Regions from separate parts of the Mus musculus genome. Here regions 1 and 3 are each linked to region 2. Evidence: chromatin contacts called from public Hi-C data. All regions are on one chromosome and are shown on one strand. Each heading gives the region's core, a stretch centred on a gene start, on an enhancer-like site or on the middle of the called end of the contact. The rest is flanking DNA. Distances are from core to core; before and after follow the strand shown.

Region 1 (3,938 bases), core at 743-3,242, 570 kb after region 2:
TGCCACAGGACACAGTGAGATATCAATAAACAAGAGTTATGATGTTGTCTGGTGGCTTTGCATTCCTTGTATGTATGCTGTCCCATAGATGGAATGTGACCTGAGGTAAGGGAGTTTCCCTTCAAGTGCAGGCAATGCTAAAAGAGTCAGCAGTAAGCCCTCGGCAGCCATCATTCTTGGCATAGAAGGGCACATGTGTCTCGTTCTTGAAGAGCAGACTGAGTGAAAAGCACAGCATTCCCTAGAGCCCACTTCCTGGACTACTCAGTTACCTACAAGCTGGGTAGAAACTTCTCCCCATCAGACTTAGTCTCTGAAGTTTCCGGTTCATTTCTAAATCTGGAAAAAAAAAAAAAAAGAGGGATGTTAGCTACTATAGACACAAATGGTGTTTCTCTGACCTCTGGAGCTAGTATATGTGAGGCACCCTTCCATTCTGACCATAACACACTGAGTCGCCTTTGGCTTTTATCATCTTACAGATCCTGTTTCTCAGAGCAAGCCCCACGGTATACTCAAGTCTCATCATATCACAATACCTGCTTCAAAGTCACCACTTCTTAAAATCCTCCTTTTCCGTGGCCTTAAAATCCTCCTTTTCCGTGGCCTCGAAAGGGCATTGACTTTTCGACTCATATAGGGTTTACCAATAGCTTTGTTAAATACACTGAAAAGATACTGAAAACGGTGTAACAGGATCTGTTCATTTTCTACATCCATTTTCAACTTTTTAATCCCTAAAGCGTGTGTGGAAAATTAGTGGAGAGAATTAGCCCAAGGACTTTAATTTGAACGATGGGGGCCCACAGACCAGAAAGCAATAACTGTATGAATTAGTTTGCTAAGGTTGCTATAACAAGCACCACAAACAGAATCAAGGACAGAAACTTCCTCTCTCATAAATAGTCCCAGAATACTATAGTGTACTCCTATGTGGTGACTTTGTTTGGTCCCTCCTTAGGAAGCAAAATCCCTCTCCACACCTTTAATCCCCCTAGTTCTTGGTGACTTGCTGGTGACTTTGATATTCCTTGGCATTCTTGGTGTTCCTTGCTCTATCTCTGCCCTTCTGTTCACATGCTGTTCTCTCTACATGTCTCTGGTCAATATCCCCTTTAATAAGGATAACAATCTTATGAGGTAAGATACACATTAGACTCTACTGTGACCTTATCTCAACTACACTGATCATACACATACACATACACATACACATACACATACACATACACATACACATACACATACACATACACATACACATACACACACACACACACACACACACACACACACATACACATACACATACACATACACACACACATACACATACACATACACATACATATACATGTTCTTGACTCAATTTCCAAATAAGATAATTATCTGAGGTGCTAACAATGAGGAATTCAGCATGTGAAATTTGTGGAAGAATTTAGAGCTTTCTATTAAACTTTAGGGAAGGCACATATAACTTAGGAGAGCTAAGTAGTATAAGTGTCAACCTTGGAGATGAGTATGAGATTTGTTTGTTTGTTTGTTTGTGTTATTTTTCCTGTCTTTAATTTAAGATAGGAAACTTAGATTATGAGCCTCAAGAACAAAGAGTTTCTGTTTCACATGTGTCTGGGAGACTCCCCAGTGGTGGCTTTTCAGATGAAGCAGGACTGTTGAGTACATATCTCTTTGTTCCACCTGAAGATCTATCCCACGAAAGGGACAAGAAAGAACAAAATGTTCTCACTGCATGAGTCCCCAGTAGCTAATCAGTTAATCTCTTGAAGTAAGAGAATTCAATCTAGCAATTTCAATCTCAGGACAAACTCTGTAAGAAGAAAACCCTTGTCACCCCACTTGGTTCACTGACTCAGAACGGCCCACATGCCATGTCGTGTTGCCAAATCGAACATCTGCATTTCAGTTGCTGCATGCCTTTGGCGTTGGCGTTGGCCCTCTGACCACAGCGCTTCCTACAGCAGCTGTTTCAGTGGCTTGGCTTCTTTCTGTTGCCCTAGGTCTTACGGTGTAGCAAGAGGACACCCACAGTGGATGCCAAGAGAGTCATCCTAATGAATGGCATATTACGGACCTTGGGAATGTGACTTGGTGTCGTTTCATAGAGTAGCTGGCTAAATCCCGGTTACTGAAGGATCAAGTTAAATCAGGCAGAAAAATGATGTGGAGATTCTGCTTACAGGAAGTCAGCCACAGAAGCTTGCTTGTCACAACCAAGGCTCCCTTTGAGGAGCTCTACAGGGAGAATTTAAAATGATATGAGAATGACTTAGGTCATGTGGGGCAGTACTGCAGAACGGAAGTCAGTCACAGGCTTCAGAAAGAGGAAGATTCTTTTTCCCACTGTGTTCCCTTCCCATGTAACAGCTCCTTGCTCCCACACTCCTGAATATAAACACTAGTCCATACACTCAGCTATGGGCTCCCTTCTGCAACAATCTCACTGGACACAGAACTTTGTAACCTGATGAAATCCCACCACAAATGGGAAAAACAAAAACAAAACAAGACAAACAAAAAAACATATTTCAGTCCCCAAATGTCAGCAGGAGGATGGGGTAGGGCATAATGAACCTAACTCTAAAGCAAATAAAACATCTTTTAAAATGTTGCTGCTTGCTGCCAAATGTGGGTTCTGTCGCAGTACCACAGGGGGCTATTTGCACATGGCATGGTCTTCCCGATGAAGAAGCATGGCTGGCATGCCAGAAGGAGCTAGCAATTAACACTGCCAACGCCTCTGGAGATGCCTTACAGAAGCCTGAGCTGGAAACCATGGCTGCTAGTCACCCTTCTGCAGCACAGCTGGGATGTGGCCAGCAGTGGCTGCCTCATGTGTGGCCTCAAACTCATTGTTGTGGAATATCAGATCTGTGGGTTTGCTTTGGGAGGGTTTATACCATTGGAGATAGGGCTCAATGTCCTATGTTTCAGTAAGGAGTTAAACTAGTGACTCTAAAGAAAGTTGAATTACCAGACCCCAAACTTTGTAAAGAGGACTCATAATGATATCAGATATCAGATCGTGCATAGTTACCACTGGCTAGGCACATGGAAGTGGTAGGTATGAACTGTAAAGAGGGCTGCAGCTACTGAGCAGATTCTAAATCAGACTAGGGTAAGGGAGAATGACAGTCATCTTATGAACAAAAGAAATGAACAGGTAGACAGCTGCCCTGTCATAGAAGAAATATAAACTGGTTTCTAGGTTCAGTTCCAGAGACTACCACTCCCCAGTACCCCAGTATTGTAGTATTCATATATACACACACACACACACACACACGCACGCACATTAGGATAAACATGTAGATTTTAAAATTATGATTGTTGAGTACATAAGAGTATTATCTAGTAAAAATTATATATATATATATATATATATATATATATATATATATATATATATATGTGTGTGTGTGTGTGTGTGTGTGTGTGTGTGTGTGTGTGTGTGTGTGTGTATAGGATTATAGATGGGTACTTATCACTAATCAATGGTCTCTTTCACATTCTACAAACATTCATGGACTTGGATGCCTCCTAAGAGCAGGTAAAACCTAATACATTACAGAGAAAACCTCTATCCCCTTGGACTGTATATTTTAATGAGCGAGAGAACGACCAACTGGACAAATGAGCAGGTGAATAAAAAGAGACGCTTTCAAGCTGTAGGGAGATCTATAATCAAAATGATGAAGGATGGATGGGCTGCAAAATATCTCAGCAGTTGAAGGTGCTTGCTGCCAAGCCTAATGACCTGAGTTCCATCTGGGACCCACATGTTCTAAGGAAAGAACTGACTCCCATAAGTTGTTCCTCTGGCCTCCCCATGTGCACCGTGGCATGCACTACTCTATAATAAATAAATGTAGTGAACATTTTAATTAAAATTATAAAGGATGATATGACATGGGACTTAA
Region 2 (3,824 bases), core at 1,097-3,596:
TATGAAAAGACAAGATCCCTGTTGGAAATTAAGAATTTGAAGCTGGAGAGAGCAGCACATCAAGACAAACATGGACCGCTTCTAAGTCATGGATCTTGTGTGACTGCTTATGTTGCACACCCATAAAGCCAGCTCTCGTGCCAAAATTTAAAAATAAAAGACTCTCACACTGGAAAATCTGTTGACATGGGATCTGTATCTCCAAATGGATGCACATAATTGGCTCCTGCCACATACCAACTTGCTTTAGTTTGATGGAACTGCCACAATCAAATGCCACAAAATCTAGCAGTTTAAACAAAGGCAATCACCTCACAGTTGGAGTCTCACATCTGAGACCAAGGTTATCAGCAGGGTTGAGGATCTTTCCTTGGTTTATATCGGGCCTCTGATCCTTGCATCTGGTTCCTTGTCCTTGTATCTTTATATGGTCTCGCTCTATACACATTTCTGTCAACCTTTCATCTGTTCCAGGCCAGTTACCCTAGATTAAGGCTTACCTCACTGAGACACAATTATGTCTCTAAAGAACCTGTCACGTGGGCCTGATGACATGGCTCAGCAGGTGCTTGTTGCCAAAACTGATCATCAAAACTGATCATCGTCTAAATTTGATCCCTGGAACCCAAAAAGTGGAAGGCCAACTCCTACAAGTTGTCCTCTGGCCTCCATAAGTGCATACACACAACAAATAAACAAGTAATCAATGAACGGAGTTTTTAAAAAAATGAACCTATCTCCAAATACAACCACACTCTGAGGTACAAGGGATTAGAACGGTAAGGTGAATTTTGGAAGCACGCATTTTAGCCCATAACACAGTTGTTTCCTTTAATGGGGGACACAGTACTCCAAGTCACTGCCATTAGCCACCTGGTAAAGCCTTCTCACCCAGAGTCTTCCCTTTGTGAGGCAGGAGTCAGTTACACAAAGCATCTCATCTGCATGCTTTGTGTAACATTCTTTTTCCTGGCTTACCTCTCTCAGAGGGAGACCGGCTCCTCCAGACCCCATCTCATACGGGACAACAACTGCACCCTTTCTCTTCATAGCTACAGAACTAAGGCTGCTGCTCAAGTATTCTTTACGGGGCAATCATGAGATCCCTAGTAGTGATGATAATAATAATAAACTGTGCCCATTGCACAGAGATAACAGTTGAAAGGCAGTGCAGAAGGAAGGGGCCGCCTGGAGGCATAACCGACTGCTCACGTCAGAGACAAGACATACAGGTTTGAGGAGTGGAAAACTCTCAGTGGCGCCATAATTCTTCCCCGGGGCTGATCACCTGACTAGATGAGGAATAGCTGTAATTGTTGATGGCAACTCAGTCTGGTCTTCATACCTATTTGCAGAAAAATGTTAGCCAGATTATAGCTGAAAACCCTGCTAATTCTGGAGAAGTTTTTGGTCTAGTGCCTAGAACAATTAAAGCATGTATTCACACCTACCACATGCGACACTGAGCAGAATTTCCAGCACAACACTTAGTACTTTATTTTTAAAAGAAATAGCAGAGACTGAGTGGTGCTCGCTCACTCTCCAGCTTCCTAGCTGGGTTTTCACTTGAGACTGGAGGGTGAGGGGCTTCTGAGCTGAAAAGAGATATATTTTTTGCGCTTTTAGAAAATCTTTGCTCAGAATCAGGAAACTTTGGATGCTAAAATGTGCCTGCACCTGCAAAGAAATTAACAAATTCCATTTGCAGGGCTCCGAGAAAAGATGGCTCAGTGTACCAGTTATTCAACCCTGGAGCTTAAGGGAGCCCTTGAACATCTTATTCAAAACTCTTTACTTTTAAGAGAAGGAATAAGGGGTTCTGAAATTTTAAATGGTTCCCCTCAAACCAGATCATCACCCACAAGGCAGAATTATTGTTTGCAGACCAACCAAAAGGGTTTGCTTTTAAACAAGCTTTGTCCTGCTAGCCTAAATTTTATGCAAAGAAAACCAAATAAAATACAGTAGCCCGCATGCAGCACACAGCTCTCTCTAGAGCAGTCTCTACTTGGACTGCAGAATTGAGAAAGGAAGGTCAAATTCCACTCCAAGGTGCTTAGCAAACAAAAGAAACTTTTCTGTGGTTGGTTTAGGAAGCTCCTGGCTGCTGGTCTCCACACAGCTCTCTGGAATCCGATATGAATCTAACACCAGAGGGCGCAGTATCCTTTGTCCTGGTGTCCTTCAGAGCCTTGAGACAGGCTCTGAAGCCTTGCTGGTCTTAAGAAACTCGATTTTCCTCTACTTACACATTTCTTGGAACCAGCTGAATCCCCAGGCTTCTTCATCTCATCTCCTTCCTTCCTAGAGGCCACCAGATTCTCCAAACAGTCTTGTGTGCATGCTGCAGGCTTTAGCAGGAAGGACTAGCGGCCTTCCCATGGCTGTGTCTCTGCTAAGCCTAGGAGACCCTACCAGTGGCCTATTGTCACTTCTCATCATGATCCAAAAGAAAGATGCAAAGCAAAAAAAATTTTTAAATCAGGACAAAATGAGCATCACGTGAGAAAAGGCACATATTCATTCTTTCTACTCACAAAAGAAACGTAATAAATGAAAGAATTGTTCCTGGGAAACTGTTACCCTCTTACAGGCATGTGTCCCCAACAGTCTGTGACTAGCTTTTGGTAGTAAATACTTACCAAAGGGACAGGCCTAAGCATCTGGGGGGTGGGGGACACACCTCTGCTACTCTCGGTCACCCACTCAATACAGTGTACCTATATCTCTCTGTGCCCTAACCAACTTCAGCAGGAAGAAATCTACTCCACACATGCTAACGTCTTCCCATATGAGATACCCTGCACTCCTGTTCCCACAGATAAATGAGCATCTCCTGTAACCACCAACCACCAAAAGCACAGCCTTCTGCAAAGTCCCCAAATTTGCTGTATGTGGCAGCTCAACCTTTAACCTCAGCACTCAGGAGGCAGAGACAAGCAGATCTCTGTGAGTCTGAGCCCAGTCTGGTCTGAATAGCCAGTTCTAAGAGAGAGACAGCTCCCCCTAAAACAAAAACAAAAACACAATTTTCCATTGTTCCATCTGCATAGAGGATCCTAAAGACATCTTAGAAAAAAAGCAATTACATTTATAGAAAGAGGATTTAAATTTGCACAGCCCCTTTTCTTATCTCTCATTGAAGTCTCCCAACAACTCTAAGAGATAGTCAAGGAAAGCCATAGCTTAATGGGCATTCCCCAGCCCTGGCTACCACAGGATGGAGGCAGCCTTAGGGTCTTGGTCATGAAGCTTGGAGAGGAACAGTTTATACAATTACAAGGCCTAGGACGTATACAATTATTACAGATAATTAATATGGTCTCAGTGTCTGAAAACATGTAGCAATTTTGGCTCCTGAACAGGACAGAAAGAAAAAAAGAAAGAAAGAAAACAAAAAGCTGCTATCAACTCTCGTCTTGTAACTTTTTTGATCACAATGTTTCACTCACAAATTTCACATACATCTTATTAGTTCACAGAGAGCAATGGGAAGGGCTGAGCCTGGAGACAGGCAGCCATGTTGTGTTTACTTGAGAGCATTTCTCTTCGACTCATAGAAAGATGATAGCATTTGTCAGGTATATACTCGGCCACTGAGATGAAAACTATAGGTGGTATTTTGGGAGGAAGAGTGAAGCTGAAGGCTTTCACTTTCAGTTTATGTTTTTATATTACTTGAAGAAATTTGATTTATGCCTGTCTTCCTATTATATCTTTTACATTTTGCTGGGGCTAATGAGACTCGTCAGAGCTGCTAGGAAGATGACTTATGTAACATGTCTAGATGGCACGTGCTCTGGCACACAGTTGATACCCACTAA
Region 3 (3,653 bases), core at 646-3,145, 640 kb before region 2:
TTCCCGGTGCACTACCATGTATCCTGCAGAATTGTTAATTCAGTTTGCATTAGAGCGTCTCTTCTTCCACAAATAATACTAACAGTAATGGTTCTGCTTCCAGCACGCTGGCCAAGAGTTTTAAAAGCATTTCAGTCTTTATTTGTGTCCGTGTCACAGTGGAACCTATGACCTATTTGGGATCTGAAAGTTCAGCACCAGCCATATGAACAGCGTAGGGAGGCTCCAGTAGTTAGCTTCTAGTTGTCTGCCTTTTACCTCCCTTCCTTGGGCCCTCCCTTGCACAAGACTGAAAGATGGGTGTCGGCAAACCCTGGGAAACGACCATAGGGGCATTTGTTTCTTATCATTGTGCTCAGGGCCTTCTCTTTGAGACTAAGAATTGAAGTGACTTGCCCAAACAAATATGGCTGTTCACAGTGGAACTAGGCCCGAGGTTTCTGAATAAACTACTGTACTGGCCAAAACCCGGTTTCCTTAGTAAAAAGCTCTTGCCTGTCTCTTTTCACCCAGATTAACTTGTTTGCCTCACGCTCTTCCTGGAGTTTGGAGTCCTTGTTAGCACTTGCATGCTTTCTCTGCTGCTCTGTTGGCCCCAGGAGTATTTCTCCCCACCCCTCCGATCCATTGATGTTAGCAACAGAAACATGGGATGTTTAAAAGAAGAGAATGGTCTAGAAACATGGGGACATTCTTCTGTGGGCCAGTTGCTGCCTTTCGTGTCTTAGGGGACAGGGCTGGCTCTTGAGGGAGCCACAGCCACTGGATTCTCACTCATGGCTGACGTGGAATTTACTATGCAGTCCAGTATGGCCTTGAAATTGACTTCAATCCTCTTGCCTCAGCATCCTGAACACATGGGATCACAGGTGTGAGTCACAGTAGCCAGCTCTGTCCAGAGATTTCTGATTGGATTGTGTGTGTGTGTTCTCTACAACCACCACATCCAGCAGAGTAATGATCAGCATGCAATTTCGTTCAGCACGACTAAATAGCTGGTATTGGTCCAAACTGTGGGAATCTGACCTCGAGTAGTTTAGGCATATTAAAGCAGTGCACAATTTGGTGGAAACTTTCCTGGTTACATGTGCACAATGAAGCCCACATAAACCTCCTTGAAGAACAAAGTAAGCTAAATAAAGATCGGATGTGACTATGTTGAAATCCTTTGTAAAGTACCTGTGACACATTCGGTAGAGATGAGTTCTGTAGATTGAGAAAAATAAGCTCACGATAGGAGTTTTGGGGAGTGTCTGGTGTGGTCCCCAGCTCACTCATATAGCACAAAGATCACCGTGTTATTAACTACGTCTGCTTCCAGATCTCTGGGCAGGTAGCAGGGTGTATATCCCTTCCTTTGAAGGAACAGCCCTGTGTGTTTAACATTCCAGGTTCCCTAGTGTTTATGAGCACAAAGACCTCTCTGTGCCTCCCCCAGGGGCATCTTTACCTGCTCATTGATTCTTAATTGCCGGGCACTTCTGTCAGGCCTTGGTGAGTCTTCAACTTTTTTGGGGGGAGGGGGTGTCCTAATTTATCCTCGAAAAGCCCTCCGGGTCAAGTATCATTTAATACAAATTATTAGGGCAAATGGTCTTCTATGGCCAGTGCTGCCACCACCTGGGGTCTGCCATTATTTCCTTCCTTCGGTGTTTGAGTCCCCTGACTTCTGCTTCACACTCTCTCCTCAGCCCTTTGGAGAAGCTTCACGGAGCCCTGTAGGCTCAGGTAGACCTCTCCCACATGCAATTTCCCACCCGAACCCTCTCATAACCATGACTCTATGCTGTGTGCCATGTGGGCACCGTCCACCATGCCCCTGTGTATTATTGTCCTCACCCTGCCTTCTCCTTATCCTCTGCCCTTTCTTTCAGGCCGGGTGCAGTGTTGCAGGCTCCTCAGTAGGTGGCAACCTTCACAAACAGAAATCAGGCAATTTCTCAGCTGCCAGAATAGTTACCTCAGCTGCTCTTGCTCCCTAATTAGAGACACTTGCTTCCTCTGAGCTGCAGAAGCTGCTCCCAGTGTTATTGTTCTGGGAGGGGGCGGGGGCAATCTGAGTTGTTTGAGTGACCCCACTTTCTGTCATCTCATGCTTAGACCAGAAAATGGGGACTCATGCTCTTCACTGTTCGCTCTCAAGAACACGGAAGCACCTTCTCTCTCATGAAGTATTCCAGCTTTGGTACAGAATTTTTGTTTTGAAGGGGTGATAATGATCTTTATCATCAAAGTAATGGAAAGGAGAAAATATTTTTTGAAACACAAGGCTACACCATTAGATGTAAACAAAGGCATGAAAAAAAGAACAACCCACACACATTATTGGTGATTCTGTCTCCAGTTAACAAGAAGAGAGAGTTGAAATGGGAAAATCAGAGATTTTTGGTACTTGGGAATTTGCTGGAGCAATCAAAGGCATTATGGTTTAGGCCACTCTGAGGTCTCACTATCAGGTCTCTCTGAGTCTACACTATCAGGCCACTCTGAGATCACACCATCAGCTCAATATGAGGTCACTCCTACAGTCCACTCTGAGATCACACTTACAGTCCACCTGAGATCACACCTACAGGCCACACCTTCATGCTACCCTTTAGCTCTATATCTTCACCATCTGTTGACAGGCACTGAAGGAGTCTGGGTAGGCAAGTGGGTGTGCTTCCTTTCCTCACTGTGCCCTCCAGAACGTTGGGTCACTGGTATCAATTTTACCTCCAGGGATGAGTTTCCTGGGTCATCTGATGCCTAGGCCACTTTCCCTTCAGACAGTCTTCAGCAAGAGATCTGATCAGTGGAAAGGAACGAGACTGGCTTTCAGCCAAGGAAACGTCCACTTCTAAGCGTACACTGTGGTCTTCAAAGAACACTGTGGGAAGGCTTGTTCTCGTTTTAACAATGTTTTGATGACCTCAAGCAAGAAAGTTCCTTTCTTAGTCTTATTTCAGAGCCCTTGGCAATGGAGTGATAGCTATTCTGGGGCCACTCTGTGGATCCTTGGCTCTATGTGTTTTTGGCATTCCTGTGTTGTGCATGCACTGTTTAGCATGTGCGTATCGAATTACCTGGGTGTCATTCCAGGCAGGTTTAGTCTATCCTCTCATTTGTTCTTTGAATCAAAGGCAATTTATTCCTGAGAATACTTGTGTCCGATCTGAGAAGGGGTGATCCCAGTGGTCTCTGAATACCTAGTATATGCAGTGATGAATCTTTGGTTTCTGTTGAACTTACAGCATCAGACCTCAGGACTAGAAACCTAGTTTCTTCTTGTTAAGATAAAACTGATTGACCAATAGGAAGTAGTGTAACTGGACTTCTAGGGCACTGAAATGACTCTGTAATGTATATATCATTGCCAGTTGTAACTGATGTAGCGCCCTGGGTCAGAATTACCCTTCTGGGGAGACTGTGAGGGATTGCAGAGGGAAGATCTTTGCGCTTTCTTCTCAATTTCCTGTGGGAAGCCATTATAACCATTAAAACTGATGTGGAAAAAATAAGACTTAAAATTTTTTTTATATATTATGTATATATGTGTGGTTGTGTGTGTGTGAGTACAGTGCCCAGAGAAGCCAGAAGGGAGTGTTGGACAGCTGTTAACAACACATGTGGGTGCCAGGAACCAAATTCTGGTCCTCTGCATGAGGTACGTG

Evidence for each region. Hi-C and Micro-C count contacts between places; a contact is called where the count stands out from the background.
Region 1: a contact with region 2 is called in a Hi-C map of muscle stem cells, with 2.0 times the contacts expected there. The contact joins two enhancer-like sites. A contact is called at or near these places in 1 of 15 datasets of contacts at CTCF or cohesin (the NIH/3T3 cell line), 7 of 484 Hi-C or Micro-C datasets (the C2C12 cell line, brown adipocytes, embryonic stem cells and 4 more), 10 of 115 datasets of contacts at active chromatin or transcription factors (T-cell acute lymphoblastic leukemia, a beta-TC-6 cell line, cardiomyocytes and 7 more) and 1 of 9 other capture datasets (embryonic stem cells).
Region 3: a contact with region 2 is called in a Hi-C map of cortical neurons, with 5 times the contacts expected there. The contact joins two enhancer-like sites. A contact is called at or near these places in 2 of 484 Hi-C or Micro-C datasets (cortical neurons and embryonic stem cells) and 3 of 115 datasets of contacts at active chromatin or transcription factors (embryonic forebrain, embryonic stem cells and forebrain).

Annotation. Positions count from the first base shown.
Region 1 is chr4:81,968,710-81,972,647 of GRCm38.p6, reverse strand. No RefSeq gene overlaps it. Among named protein-coding and RNA genes, the nearest start is that of Gm46886, 37 kb to the right of the region's middle. Within about 2 kb of position 1,992, at least 27 of the 459 cell types and tissues checked have an H3K27ac peak or open chromatin away from gene starts, as enhancers often do. A contact at or near this core is called in muscle stem cells, where this site is marked.
Region 2 is chr4:82,540,648-82,544,471 of GRCm38.p6, reverse strand. All of the region lies in intron 1 of Gm11266 (predicted gene 11266), which reads right to left. Among named protein-coding and RNA genes, the nearest start is that of Gm11266, 35 kb to the right of the region's middle. Within about 2 kb of position 2,346, at least 38 of the 459 cell types and tissues checked have an H3K27ac peak or open chromatin away from gene starts, as enhancers often do. A contact at or near this core is called in cortical neurons and muscle stem cells, where this site is marked.
Region 3 is chr4:83,181,748-83,185,400 of GRCm38.p6, reverse strand. The region is part of intron 1 of Gm46887 (a long non-coding RNA gene); the gene reads left to right. Among named protein-coding and RNA genes, the nearest start is that of Gm46887, 3.0 kb to the left of the region's middle. Within about 2 kb of position 1,895, at least 33 of the 459 cell types and tissues checked have an H3K27ac peak or open chromatin away from gene starts, as enhancers often do. A contact at or near this core is called in cortical neurons, where this site is marked.